Linked DNA regions of Mus musculus: region 1 is linked to region 2. Evidence: chromatin contacts called from public Hi-C data. All regions are on one chromosome and are shown on one strand. The core of a region is the stretch at or near the end of the contact, and the rest is flanking DNA. Distances in the headings are between cores, read along the strand shown. Region 1 overlaps Itga6 (integrin alpha 6). Region 2 overlaps Dync1i2 (dynein cytoplasmic 1 intermediate chain 2).

Evidence for each region. Hi-C and Micro-C count contacts between places; a contact is called where the count stands out from the background.
Region 1: a Hi-C map of bone marrow-derived macrophages shows a contact between it and region 2, with 22 read pairs. The contact joins two enhancer-like sites. A contact is called at or near these places in 3 of 484 Hi-C or Micro-C datasets (bone marrow-derived macrophages, embryonic stem cells and pre-B cells).

What each region holds. Positions count from the first base shown.
Region 1 is chr2:71,839,203-71,845,294 of GRCm38.p6, forward strand. It overlaps Itga6 (integrin alpha 6), which reads left to right. Exons shown (of 26, transcript NM_008397.4): 14 at 1,360-1,475; 15 at 1,584-1,773; 16 at 1,865-1,948; 17 at 2,047-2,126; 18 at 2,277-2,354; 19 at 2,442-2,544; 20 at 3,927-4,100. Among named protein-coding and RNA genes, the nearest start is that of Pdk1, 31 kb to the right of the region's middle. Within about 2 kb of position 4,334, at least 52 of the 459 cell types and tissues checked have an H3K27ac peak or open chromatin away from gene starts, as enhancers often do. A contact at or near this core is called in bone marrow-derived macrophages, where this site is marked.
Region 2 is chr2:71,258,009-71,263,868 of GRCm38.p6, forward strand. Dync1i2 (dynein cytoplasmic 1 intermediate chain 2) reads left to right here. Exons shown (of 16, transcript NM_010064.4): 14 at 76-216; 15 at 2,814-2,939; 16 at 4,640-5,295. The coding sequence ends at 4,753. Among named protein-coding and RNA genes, the nearest start is that of Dync1i2, 49 kb to the left of the region's middle. Within about 2 kb of position 3,588, at least 10 of the 459 cell types and tissues checked have an H3K27ac peak or open chromatin away from gene starts, as enhancers often do. A contact at or near this core is called in bone marrow-derived macrophages, where this site is marked.

The DNA of each region.
Region 1 (6,092 bases), core at 3,084-5,583, 580 kb after region 2:
AAAGCAAGGAAAAATTCACAATGAAATACTAAAGTGTCTAATGCAGCTCGGGTCATTGTGGGAAGCAAATGTGCATTCTGTGGCCTGCTGGGCATGGCGTAGGATATGGGATCTGTGTGTTAGGACAGAGCGGAAATGAGCCTAGGAAAGTATGACATCTTGATCTGGCATTATTATTGTTATAATTATTGTTGTTATTATTATCTTTTTGTTTTGCTTTTGAGACAGGTTTTCTCTGCATAGCCCTGGCTGTCCTAGAACTTGCCCTGTAGACCAGGTTGGCCTCCAACTCAGAGACCCACCTTCCTCTTCCTCCCCCTGAGTGCTAGATTAAAGGTGTGCGCCCCCACAGCCTGGCTATTATTATTATTATCATCTTGATTACTGTTTTGGTGCTGGAAATTATTCCCAGGGCCTCCCAGGCACTTACCACGTGCTTTGCTCTGACACTGCACATTAGCTGTCAAAATCCAATCAGTGGATAGAGATATGGCTGAGTCGGCAGAGTGCTTTCCTAGTGTGTACAAAACCTTGACTTCAGTCCCCAGCACCATGTAACAATGGCAAGTGCTCCACGCCTGTAGTGCTGACACTTGGGAGGTCGAGACAGGAGCATCTGACAGGCAAGGCCATCTTTGACTATATAGCAACTTTGAGACCTAACTCACACCCCATCTTCATAAAAACTCAAAACAACAACCACCACCACACACACACACACACACACACACACACAATCCAGCTGTTGCTGAATTACCCCTGGCTGTCCTGGAACTTACTTTGTAGACCAGGCTGGCCTCAAACTCAGAAATCTACCTGTCTCTGCCTCCCAAATGCTGGGATTAAAGGCATGTGCCACCACCACCTGGCTATTACTAATTCTTGTGTACATTCCTAGCTCCTGAGCCAAGTTAAACATAACAGGAAAGGAGACCTTGTTCCTAATTGTATTTTCCTCATCTGTACAATGGGCACAGAATGATAGTCCCTCAGACTGTCCTGAAGGTTAAGTGAGTTAAGCTATGTAAATCACTTTAGGTAGCATAAGGTCGTGATACTGCTATAGATCCCCTGAAAGTAAAGTCGTACTGCCCTATATGAGACCAAGCTAGAATGGAAAGTTAAGTGTCTTGTCTAAAGCCACACAGCTAAGCAGGTGTGAGAGGAGGGCTTGGAACTCAGATTCTCTAGCTTGGTGGGGGCTCATGCTCTGCTGCACCCCACCGCCTTGACCTGGTCAAAGTCACTTTGATAGAGCAGGAGCCAAGTGTTTGTCAAAGGAGGGTAGAAGATCATAGGGAAGTGGACTGACTGTGGAGACCTTTGGGAACTCATCTCTCTGCATTTGGTTCCTTACAGGTCCACTTCTTAAAGGAAGGATGTGGAGACGACAATGTCTGTAACAGCAACCTTAAGCTAGAGTATAAATTTGGTACCCGAGAAGGAAATCAAGACAAATTCTCTTACCTTCCAATGTAAGAGTCACAAGCAGAAGTAACAGACCTCTAGGCTTTGGTTACAGAAGTAACTGAACATGGGTTGAGATTGTCTTTGTCTCTCTTTCTTTCTTTTTTTTTTAATAGTCAAAAAGGCATCCCAGAATTAGTCCTAAAAGATCAGAAAGATATAGCTCTGGAAATAACGGTGACCAACAGCCCTTCGGATCCAAGGAATCCCCGGAAAGATGGCGACGATGCCCATGAAGCCAAACTCATCGCCACGTTTCCAGACACTCTGACATATTCCGCTTACAGAGAACTGAGGGCTTTCCCTGTAAGTGTTTTTGAGAAAGCAGCAGGGAGGGAAAGACCGGTGTCACATAGCACGTGAACAAACCGTGACCCCAAGGCCTTTTCTGCCGTAGGAGAAGCAGCTGAGCTGTGTGGCCAACCAGAATGGCTCCCAAGCCGACTGTGAGCTCGGAAATCCTTTCAAGAGAAATTCCAGTGTAGGTGATGCCTCCCCACTGTCTTACTGTTCTGAATGCCAGTGCTGTGCCCAGAGGCCTGGCCATTGGTAACCGCTCTTCCCATATATTTTTTTCAGGTTACTTTCTATCTGATTTTAAGTACAACCGAGGTCACCTTTGACACCACAGATCTGGATATTAATCTGAAGTTGGAAACGTAAGCGTAACTTCAACCTCTCCATTCTTACTTCAGGAGAACCCGAGAGTCGCTGAATTAGCACTGATCTAACTCATAAAAGAAATGTAATTGTAATGAGAAAACTGACTGTTCAAATAAAACCCCATTGTTTCCCCTTTTCATTTTCAGAACAAGCAATCAGGATAATTTGGCTCCAATTACAGCGAAGGCAAAAGTGGTTATTGAATTGCTTTTATCGGTCTCCGGGTAAGTGTTGTGTTTGGCATAACAAATCAATGTTTGAAAGAACCATTTATAATTCCCACTGAAACGTGTGTTTTTTTAATTTGACAGAGTCGCTAAGCCTTCGCAGGTGTATTTTGGAGGTACAGTTGTTGGTGAGCAAGCTATGAAATCTGAAGATGAAGTAGGAAGTTTAATAGAGTATGAATTTAGGGTAAGGCCAGACACAATGTTTACATGTCATTTTAATCAATGATCAGTCGCAGACATCTTAAGGAACTACTCAGTTGAAAATGTTTGCCTGTTTTTTATTTTTTTAAACATGTATATATTATTATGTATATACTATTATATCTAATTACATTGTAGCTGTCTTCAGATGCACCAGAAGAGGTCATCAGATCTCATTACAGATGGTTGTGAGCCACCATGTGGTTGCTGGGATTTGAACTCAGGACCTTCGGAAGAGCAGTCAGTGCTCTTAACTGCTGAGCCATTTCTCCAGCCCCTGTTTGCCTGTTTTTAACAGTGGAAACCTTATTCTCCCAAGTACAGAATAACTTTTGGGAATTGTAATGTGCATGTAATATAGACAAGAAGTAATACTTAATTATTTTTCCCCCTCAGGGTCTGTAAAACAAAGAAAAAGGCCTAAGTAATTCGTTCTTTGTTAGAAAGTCATCTTCTGATGCCCTTGGCTGAAGGAATACTCTCGTTTACTTCCCTCTCACCAAGCCCAATTTTTTAGTGGTGAAAGTAGACTTGGTATTTGCCAGCAAAGGAGGCAGATGGGTGATAGGCTCAGAGTGGGCAACCACAGTGACTTTGGGTCCAGCTTAACAAACTGGACATGGACTGTGGTGTCTGCCTTATGCCTCGTATGGATTTGGGTCTGCATAGTGCAAATGAGTTCCTAAATGCCGGTGAGCATTGAGCTTAAAGCCTGAAATGGCAAGAGTGGCCGTGGCCCTAAGCCAGCACTCTAAAGAGGCAAGGTCTCCCCAGGAAGGCTGGCTGACCTGAGCGCTATGCAGTCAGGAAGATGGGGATCGGAACTGTGCTCAGTAGTGCAGGTAGGCCACTCTGCCCTCTCACTCTGGGCCTCTGTTGTAGAAAGCTACTCTGACCCCAGCACTGGCTCTGAGCTGTCATGCAGTTCTCCATAACCTTTCCTGTGTGGCTGATGGCAGAGGCAGCTTCATTTTCACAGTAGGGAGGTTTTCCAGAAGCAGGATATGGGTGCCTGGGCCATAGCAGAGGCTTTGCCATCTGCCAGGCAGGGTGCTCACTGAACAATCCACAAACAAGCCCGGGACTTTGCCTGTGCTGACGGGAACATGCCATAACTGCATAAGGTAGTTACTTGTGGATTGAGCAGGCAATCCTTCCTCTTTGACCATTTTCCCCTTCTATTTTTATGACAAAAATCTTCTAATTACTACTGACTATTTCGCAAGCTCTGTTCCTGATCCGTTTGTGGGATTTGTGCTTCCTTGTAGGTTTATGCTGGGAATTTAGCCTATGGGCAATAGGATGTGCTACTTAATTTTGCCATAAAAGGATGATATTATATCGATATACGTTGTTTTCCGACAGGTGATTAACTTAGGCAAGCCTCTTAAAAACCTCGGCACAGCAACCTTGAATATACAGTGGCCCAAGGAGATTAGCAATGGCAAATGGTTGCTTTATTTGATGAAAGTTGAATCCAAAGGTTTGGAGCAGATTGTTTGTGAGCCACACAATGAAATAAACTACCTGAAGCTGAAGGTATGCTGACGGTTTTCCTGCATGCCCCCTCCCCCTCCCCACATCCCCTATCCCCCCCCTCCCCCAGAGTGAGTGGGGTAGGCTCGACTCTGCTCAGGAAGCTGCACTGTGGCGTGCTGACTTTTTCTGTGGGTGTCACAGTTTCCTCATTTATGACTGAGTTAGCCAGTGGGACAGAAGCGGTTTCGCTGATGCATGACTGTTATGGAACATCCACTTGTTGGGGCGAAGGACATTTTCTAAAGTGTTATGACCCAATAAGCTGTGTAAGGAGAACATGCCCCGGGGAGGAAGCAGTGGACATAAGCTGCACAGAGCGTCAGGAAGGCACAGCCAAGGCCTTTGTACTGAGGCAGACGACCTTGAACACTTGCAATCTTATTAATAGTAAGTGTTCATCGAGTCCCTTACTGTGTCACTGCCAGGCCAAGCACTGTGTATATTCTCTTGAGAATTTTGAGATAGTTTTTACTATCTCCCCCTTCCCCACAATGAATGCCCTGAGACATTAAGTACCCTCAAAATGGCACAGCTCTTAAGAGAGAGGTGGATTCTGCATAAGCACCCACCGACTTCGAAGCCTAATCCCTCTACTGCAGCACACTTACATAACTAGCCCAGGTGAGTGAGTTCCAGTGTGGTAGATGGCTGCTCTTTTTCTTTTAAATTCTTAGGGTTTTTGCTGTTGTTTAGTTGGGGTTTTTGTTGTTGTTGTTTTGAGACAAGGTTTCTCTGGGTCGCCCTGGCTGTCCTGGAACTCACCAGGTTGGCCTCAAACTTAGAGATCCCTCTGTCTCTGTCTCCCAAGTGCTGGGATTAAAGACATGAACCACTATGCCTGGCTTGGCTGTTTATTTTTGAGGCAGGTCTTATGTAGCCCAGGCTGGCCTTGAACTTTTGGGGTAACCAGAAATGACCTTGACATCTTGATTCTCCAGCCACTACCTCCCAAGTGCTGGTATTACATCGTGTGCTGCTGCGCCCATACGTGCTAGGCTAGGCTAGGCTAGGCTAGGCTAGGCTCAAACCCAGGGCTTCATGCATTCTAGGCAAGCATCCTGCTAGTTCAGCTACATCTCCAGCCCTCTTATTTTAAATTCCAAAGTGACTGTATAGTCGCAGATTTACAGCTTGCTCCTTGACTCAGCAACACTGAAAAACATACTGGCCTGTTATTTTTATTCTTAAGTATAAGTTGACTATCCCTTTCTAAGCAATCCTAAATGCAAAAATGCTGTAAAGATTGCTCATAGGAGAGACTCACCTTGTATAAGGAAGACATAATGCTAAAAGTTCTTATCTGTCTTAGTCTTCAATGCTCCTCTCTATGTTGATCATACAAAGGGCCTTGTGCTTTCCTGTTGTTCTTCATGGCTTCTTTTCATTATTCCATATGTGCTGACTCTCTCTGATGTGGTGGACATGGGGCTGAATGCTGGGGTAGGGTAGATCTCTGGTTTCTGATCTACTGACTAACAGTTTGATGCTGTGTATTGTGGTTGAGTGGAGAGACAGGAACTGAGGAGGTGTCTTTCTTTCCCCGAGTTTCAGTATCACACTAGGAATAAACTACTTAAATAAATAGAGTCCCCACCGATGAACTTTAAAATGGCCATAATGCTTGCTGGTTTTACCTTTCCTCTGCTTTTGATGGTGGGAAGGAAGATGGGACGCTTAATGGTAGCCTTGGCAGAATTTGGACTCGGTGAGACACTGAGCACACTAGAGGGATTGTTTGGCCTCCGGCCATGCCTGTGAAGGATAATTCTGATAAGGCTTCTTGAGGTGGGAAGACCCACACTGACGATAGATGGCATCAAGCCCTGGCCTGGGATGCTGGACCCAAGAGAAGGGAGAAAGTGAGCTGAGCACAGGCAGTCATTGCTCTCTGCTTCTCGACTGTGGATGCCATGTGACCAGCTGCCTTCAGCTCCTCACCTTCCACTGCCACATGGAACCGTGAGGCAAAGAAGGCCCCTTGTCTTAGTTAGG
Region 2 (5,860 bases), core at 2,338-4,837:
GTCGGGGATGAGTGGGTAAGGATTTCTGTGCATCTCGTGTGCTGACTGTGGTAAAAATGATCTTTTCCTTTTCAGAATAACAAGCCTTTGTACTCATTTGAAGATAATTCAGACTATGTCTATGATGTTATGTGGTCACCCACCCACCCAGCCCTGTTTGCCTGTGTGGACGGCATGGGGAGACTGGATCTATGGAATCTCAACAATGACACAGAGGTGAGCTGAGAAATAACAGAAAATCTGAGATTTATTGAATAATTTGTGAAATTTCTTTTATCCCATGGAATGTAAAAGTGCTCTGTGATTGTAGCTTCATCACAAAGAAACCAAATAAGCTTTGTCCCCTATATAACAAACAGCATGCTGTGCCGAGCTGTGCCGAGCTGAGGGAGAGACAGCTCTGCCTTGAACACTGGGCATTCTTACTGCGGGAAGGCAGCACCGCGCTTCCTGTCCAGGCGAAGTCTCCATGGGGGCCTAGACTATGTTTTCGTTCTTAGGCTAGAAAACAGAGAGTTGCGCATTTTCAGAGTATGTTAACCTTCATTCTGAATTCCCTGTCAGCCTTGATATATCATCCATAAACACTAGTCTTAGCCTAGACATGTTTGAAAGAAAGCTAATGTATTTCGATGGCCATTTTCCACGAAGGAAGGATTAATGATAAAGTGAACATAGAGCTGGTAGGATGGCACATGTAGGTAAACCCAAGACTCGGAAGGCAGAGAGAGGCAAGAGTGTCAATGAGTTAGAGGCTCCATACATGGCAAGATCCTGTCTCAGAAATCCAAGGCCTGGGCATGTAACTCAAGTACAGTATTTGCTTAGCATGTATGAGACCCAGGGTATAATTCCCAGCATCATAAATACTAATAATGTAGAAACTATCACATTTCTTAATTGCTATACCAAATTTGGCAATGCAATTTAACTGTGTCTGTGAGTTATCCTTAGCTAGTTTAAAGACGCCTAAAATGTTCTTAGGTCCCTGTATTGCCTCTGATTAGCAGACGTGATGCTAACAATTGTCAGTAGTAGTTGTGGAAGAGTCACTGGTGCCCTCCATCTCTCCTGATTCCTGGTAGCATCTTACACGCGTTCACGACCGGCCAGGAAGAACGCAGCAAACCGGAATCTTCTGCGGCAAAACTTTATTGCTTACATCTTCAGGAGCAAGAGTGCAAGAGAGCAAGAGCTCTATTGCTTACATCTTTAGGAGCCAGAGCGCAAGAGTGCAAGAGCAAAAGCCTTATTGCTTACATCGTTAGGAGCAAGAAGCAAGAGCCAGAGCAAGAGTGCAAGCGCAAAAGCAAGAGAGCAAGAGTGCAAGAGCAAAAGCAAGAGAGAGAAATGCGCAGATTATTTGTTTACCACTTAGAACACAGGATGTCAGCGCCATCTTGTAACGGCGAATGTGAGGGCGGCTCCCCACAGTAGCATCTTTCCAGATCCCTGGAAGTCAAGAACTTAGTTATACAAAGATGAGAAAGGGAGAGATATGTTGGAAATGCAAGAATTTTAATACTGTTATTATCTACTATTCATTAATTTGTTCATTCATTCATTTATGTATGTATGTGTTTGTTTGTTTGTTTGTTTGGTAAACTGACTACATAGCCCTAGAATGCAATGTATGGTCTAGGCTGGCTTTGAACTCACAGAGGTCCTCCTGCTTCTGCCTGACACCCCCACCCCCATGCCTGGTGTGGGGATTAAAGGTATGCACCACCATGCCCTGTCCAAGTTTACTTTCTTAGTTTGGATTTTTCTACCAAAAATTTATGGCTATAATTAAAATAAAGATTTTTCTCTTAATGGTTTGATTAATATCTCTGGGCTAATAGCTTATGATTAACTGATATAAGCATATGGACTACTTTGGTCATATTTCAAAACCTTAAGTTTAATGTCTGCCTCAGTGAATGTTAGTTACTCTGAGTGTAGATGTGCAGTCAGATTCCAGATGTGCCACCCCTGTGTATGTGTTATGTCCTGCCTGCCTTGGAGCTGGGCCTTGGAAAAGCTATTTGTACCAACAGTGTGAACTGTTTCTAGCAGCTACTGTCTGTCAGGTTAATTGGTTTTAGCTGGGGAAGATACAAGCTGCAAAAGTAACTCCTCTCCTTTAAGACTGAGCTGTGATCCGCTTATGAGGGAGTTGGAAATGTTTTCTTCTTAAAATGAGTTTTACTCACATGTTTTTAAACAACTTGACTGCTTAAAGAAGCTAAACAGAGCGGGGAGGGTATGGGGGACTTTTGGGATAGCATTTGAAATGTAAATGAAGAAAATACCTAATTAAAAAAAAAAAAAAAAGAAGCTAAACATAAAAACCCTTTACTAAAAAAAAAAAAAAAAAAAAAAAAAAAAAAAAATCCTTTACTAAGGAGATGCATGCAGCCATGTAAGAACTTCTTAGATAGGGGCTGGAGAGATGGCTCAGTGGTTAAGAGCACTGACTGCTCTTCCAGAGGTCCTGAGTTCAATTCCCAGCAACCACATGGTGGCTCACAGCCTTCTGTAATGGGATCCAATGCCCTCTTCTGGTGTGTCTGAAGAGAGCTACAGTGTACTCGCATACATAACATAAATAAATAAATCTTTAAAAAAAATTCTTAGATAAGTACTTTGGATTTTCCTAACCCATCTTCAAGGGTTGACGGTAATGTTGTCATAATAAATCTCCGAACAGAGAGGAAGGTAGGGGATTCTCTAGTCTCATCTCCTAGAAACACAGACTGAAGAAGAATTATCGTTTTACATGTTCAGAAACTGATGAAACTTTTAACTATGCTGCATTTTAAATGACTTAGGTACCAACTGCCAGCATTTCTGTGGAGGGCAACCCTGCTCTTAACCGTGTGAGATGGACCCACTCAGGAAGAGAAATTGCCGTGGGTGATTCTGAAGGACAGATTGTCATCTATGATGTGGGAGAGGTACGGGGCTTTCTGCCTATAATTTTGACACATTTGCATAGTGTACTGTTGTGAAGGTATTGTGGTAGCTGAGTCTAGCAGTGTGGCTCATGAATTGTATAAACTACATGGTTGTATGCTATCCACCGCAGAAGCAGCTTGTGAGGCTGTCTCTCTAAGTGGGCATCCTGTGCTCTCATGCAGCAGATGTGAAGATAGCAATGTATGACAGTACCATGCTTCTAGATTCCTGCGTTGGTAGGAACTCTTCAGACAGGAAAGGAAATGTGGGATTGCAGAGTGGACTCAGGGTTTTATAGAGTTGATACTGAGATAAAACTTTATTGTTGTGTATTCATAGATTTGTTTGAACCAGATAGTACAAATCAAAGATACCATGTTTTGCTAGTTTTGTTTTTTTTGTTTCCAAAAAGAGTTCATGTGTATATGTATGCCTGAGTATATGTATGTTCATTGTGCCGGAGCTTGTGGAGATCAGAAAAGGACATTGGATCCCTGGAACTGGAGTTACAAGCTGTTGTGAGTCACCATGTGGGTGCTGGGAACCGAAACCAGGTTCTCTGCAAAAGCTGCCAATGCTCTTAGCCACTGAACCACTTCTCCATCCCCTCACAGTTCTTTAGTAACCCTCAGCCTGGGTGCAGAGGCATGTGATGGAGTGCAGCAGGATGAGTCAGTCGGGCTCTCACGTCACTGCTAGACTGCTGGACACAGTGCCCAGCAACACAGGGAGCAGAGCTCAGGGTTTCTTTTTGGTCCTGACTAGAGCCTTCTGACTTTTTCTATGTCATTATAACCCATCTTGTCCTGATACTTTGTGGCTGTAGCAATCAGATCTTGGGGAAGAGAGATTAGATCACTTAGAGCAACCATTTGGACAGTGCATGCAGATGTTTGTGTGCTTTGGCTGGTAGGTGGTCGTTAGCGACACGCCCTTATTGAAAAGCTATGGTTAGCCAAGCTCAACTATGATGGGGGTTTTTTAGTTAATTTTAATTGATGTCAATTGTTACACTTGGCTAGTACTTACCTATCCGATCTTGTATATGGAAAAGCAGATTTGTCCACTGGCCACATTGGATGATCTGTGCCCTGTCACGGCAATGCTTGTCTCTGTCTAACATAAGAACAACTCTAGGGACTTTTGGGTTGACTCTGAGGCAAAAGCACCATAAACTTCTTTCTTTGCTCTCGATTCAAAACTATGCTCTAAGGAGTTAGAGAACCAAGAAAGAATACTTTATGTTCCAAACAAACCCTGGGTTCAAAAGGCTGATATGAGAGGGGCACGAATTGCAGACAGCCTGGGCTACACAGAGAGATCCTGTCTCGGAAAAGAAAAAATAAAATAACTATTTCATACTAGTAGTGGTGGAAAAAATACAATTAAAAGTTTTGAATGCATTCCTCTCCTTCAGCAAGACCCATAGTGGTGTCAGGAAGTCTGTCTACAAAGCATCCTTGTTGTAGCTTTGCACTGGTGGCAACAACAGAGTCATTTCTGAGGCTGCCACGACATGTTTTACAAACACCTTTTGTTTTGAAATGTTGTAAATCATTGTTATAGTCGCTGTAATTATGGAAAGGCTCTTTAGGTCAGTTATTACTTTTCAACAGAAAGATTACTTGAAAACAAAGTAATAGTAGATAAGATGAATTTTTATTTCATTGCTCAGCAAACATTGTCTTTCTTTTAACAGCAGATCGCTGTTCCCCGAAATGATGAATGGGCAAGATTTGGCCGAACACTCGCAGAAATTAACGCAAACCGAGCTGACGCAGAGGAGGAGGCAGCTACCCGAATCCCTGCCTAGCCTGAAAAGCGGCTGTAGCCTTAGCAAATTTGGCAAAAATGATTAAGTAGATCTCAAACTATTTGCATGCTTCTGATTAAATGAGTGTTAAAAGAAAATGCCATGGATAATCTGGGTTTAATACAGGAAGCAAAGCTTACAATGCCTTTTTATATTATATTCACTTTGTTTTGGATTGGTGTCATTTTTAATACAGCTGACAACTTTACAGAATGCAGCCTTTTCTGAATTCTAACACTTGGGTGTATATTGTTAATTATTCTTTTGGATTCTTTTGAACTTGTAATACTATATATAATTATTTCTAAAGCACAGATTAAGTAAGTTCTGCATATTTCTAAGTAGCCACAATTCCTTATTCCGCACTAAGTACATACCTCCGTGTCAGTGGTGTTCTTCCTGTCCAAGTGTATAGGAATATTGTTCCCTCCCCGCATGCCGTCGCCTACCTGTTGTAAGTTTCATGTTGATGCCATTTCCCTTCTCGATAGTTCTATGGTAGTTATCTATAAATAAAAACAAATATATGCTAACTTCTCAAATTTTCACTTTTACTTTTTGAAATTTGAAATTTTCTCTTAAAAATTTTTTGTTTTTAAGTTCCTAATGCAAGCAGCCACCTTAAATAGTTTTTAGCCTTAAATATACACCATGTACGGATAATGTTGCTCTCCCTGGGCATTGCAAACTCATGTTGGAGAATTTGTCGGTGGAAATGTTCTCTTAGGTTAGCTTCTGCCTGACTCTGTTACTTGTCCTGATGTAGCTTGTTCTGAAGAAAAAATGCTCACTTCTTAGTTTGCAGGGACCGAGTGCACTGTGTATGTACGCTCTGAAGCGTGGCTGCCTGGAGAGAGAGAAGCTTGCCTGTGGTGCAGCAGCCACACAGGAGCTGTGCTCAGTGTCCATACTCGGCTCTACTCTTGGGATTTGCTAGCACAGTTTTACAAACACTCAAGGCAGATAGCAATGTGTGCATTAGTGTAGAAGTCGGCTGTGTCAGGACAGGAGGGAAAGACTGGGATCAGACCTTACAGGCTTACATGCTCTGAGTTGTCCTTTCTTGGTCTTCGCCTTCAAATCCTGAGTATCACTCTTCACTCATAG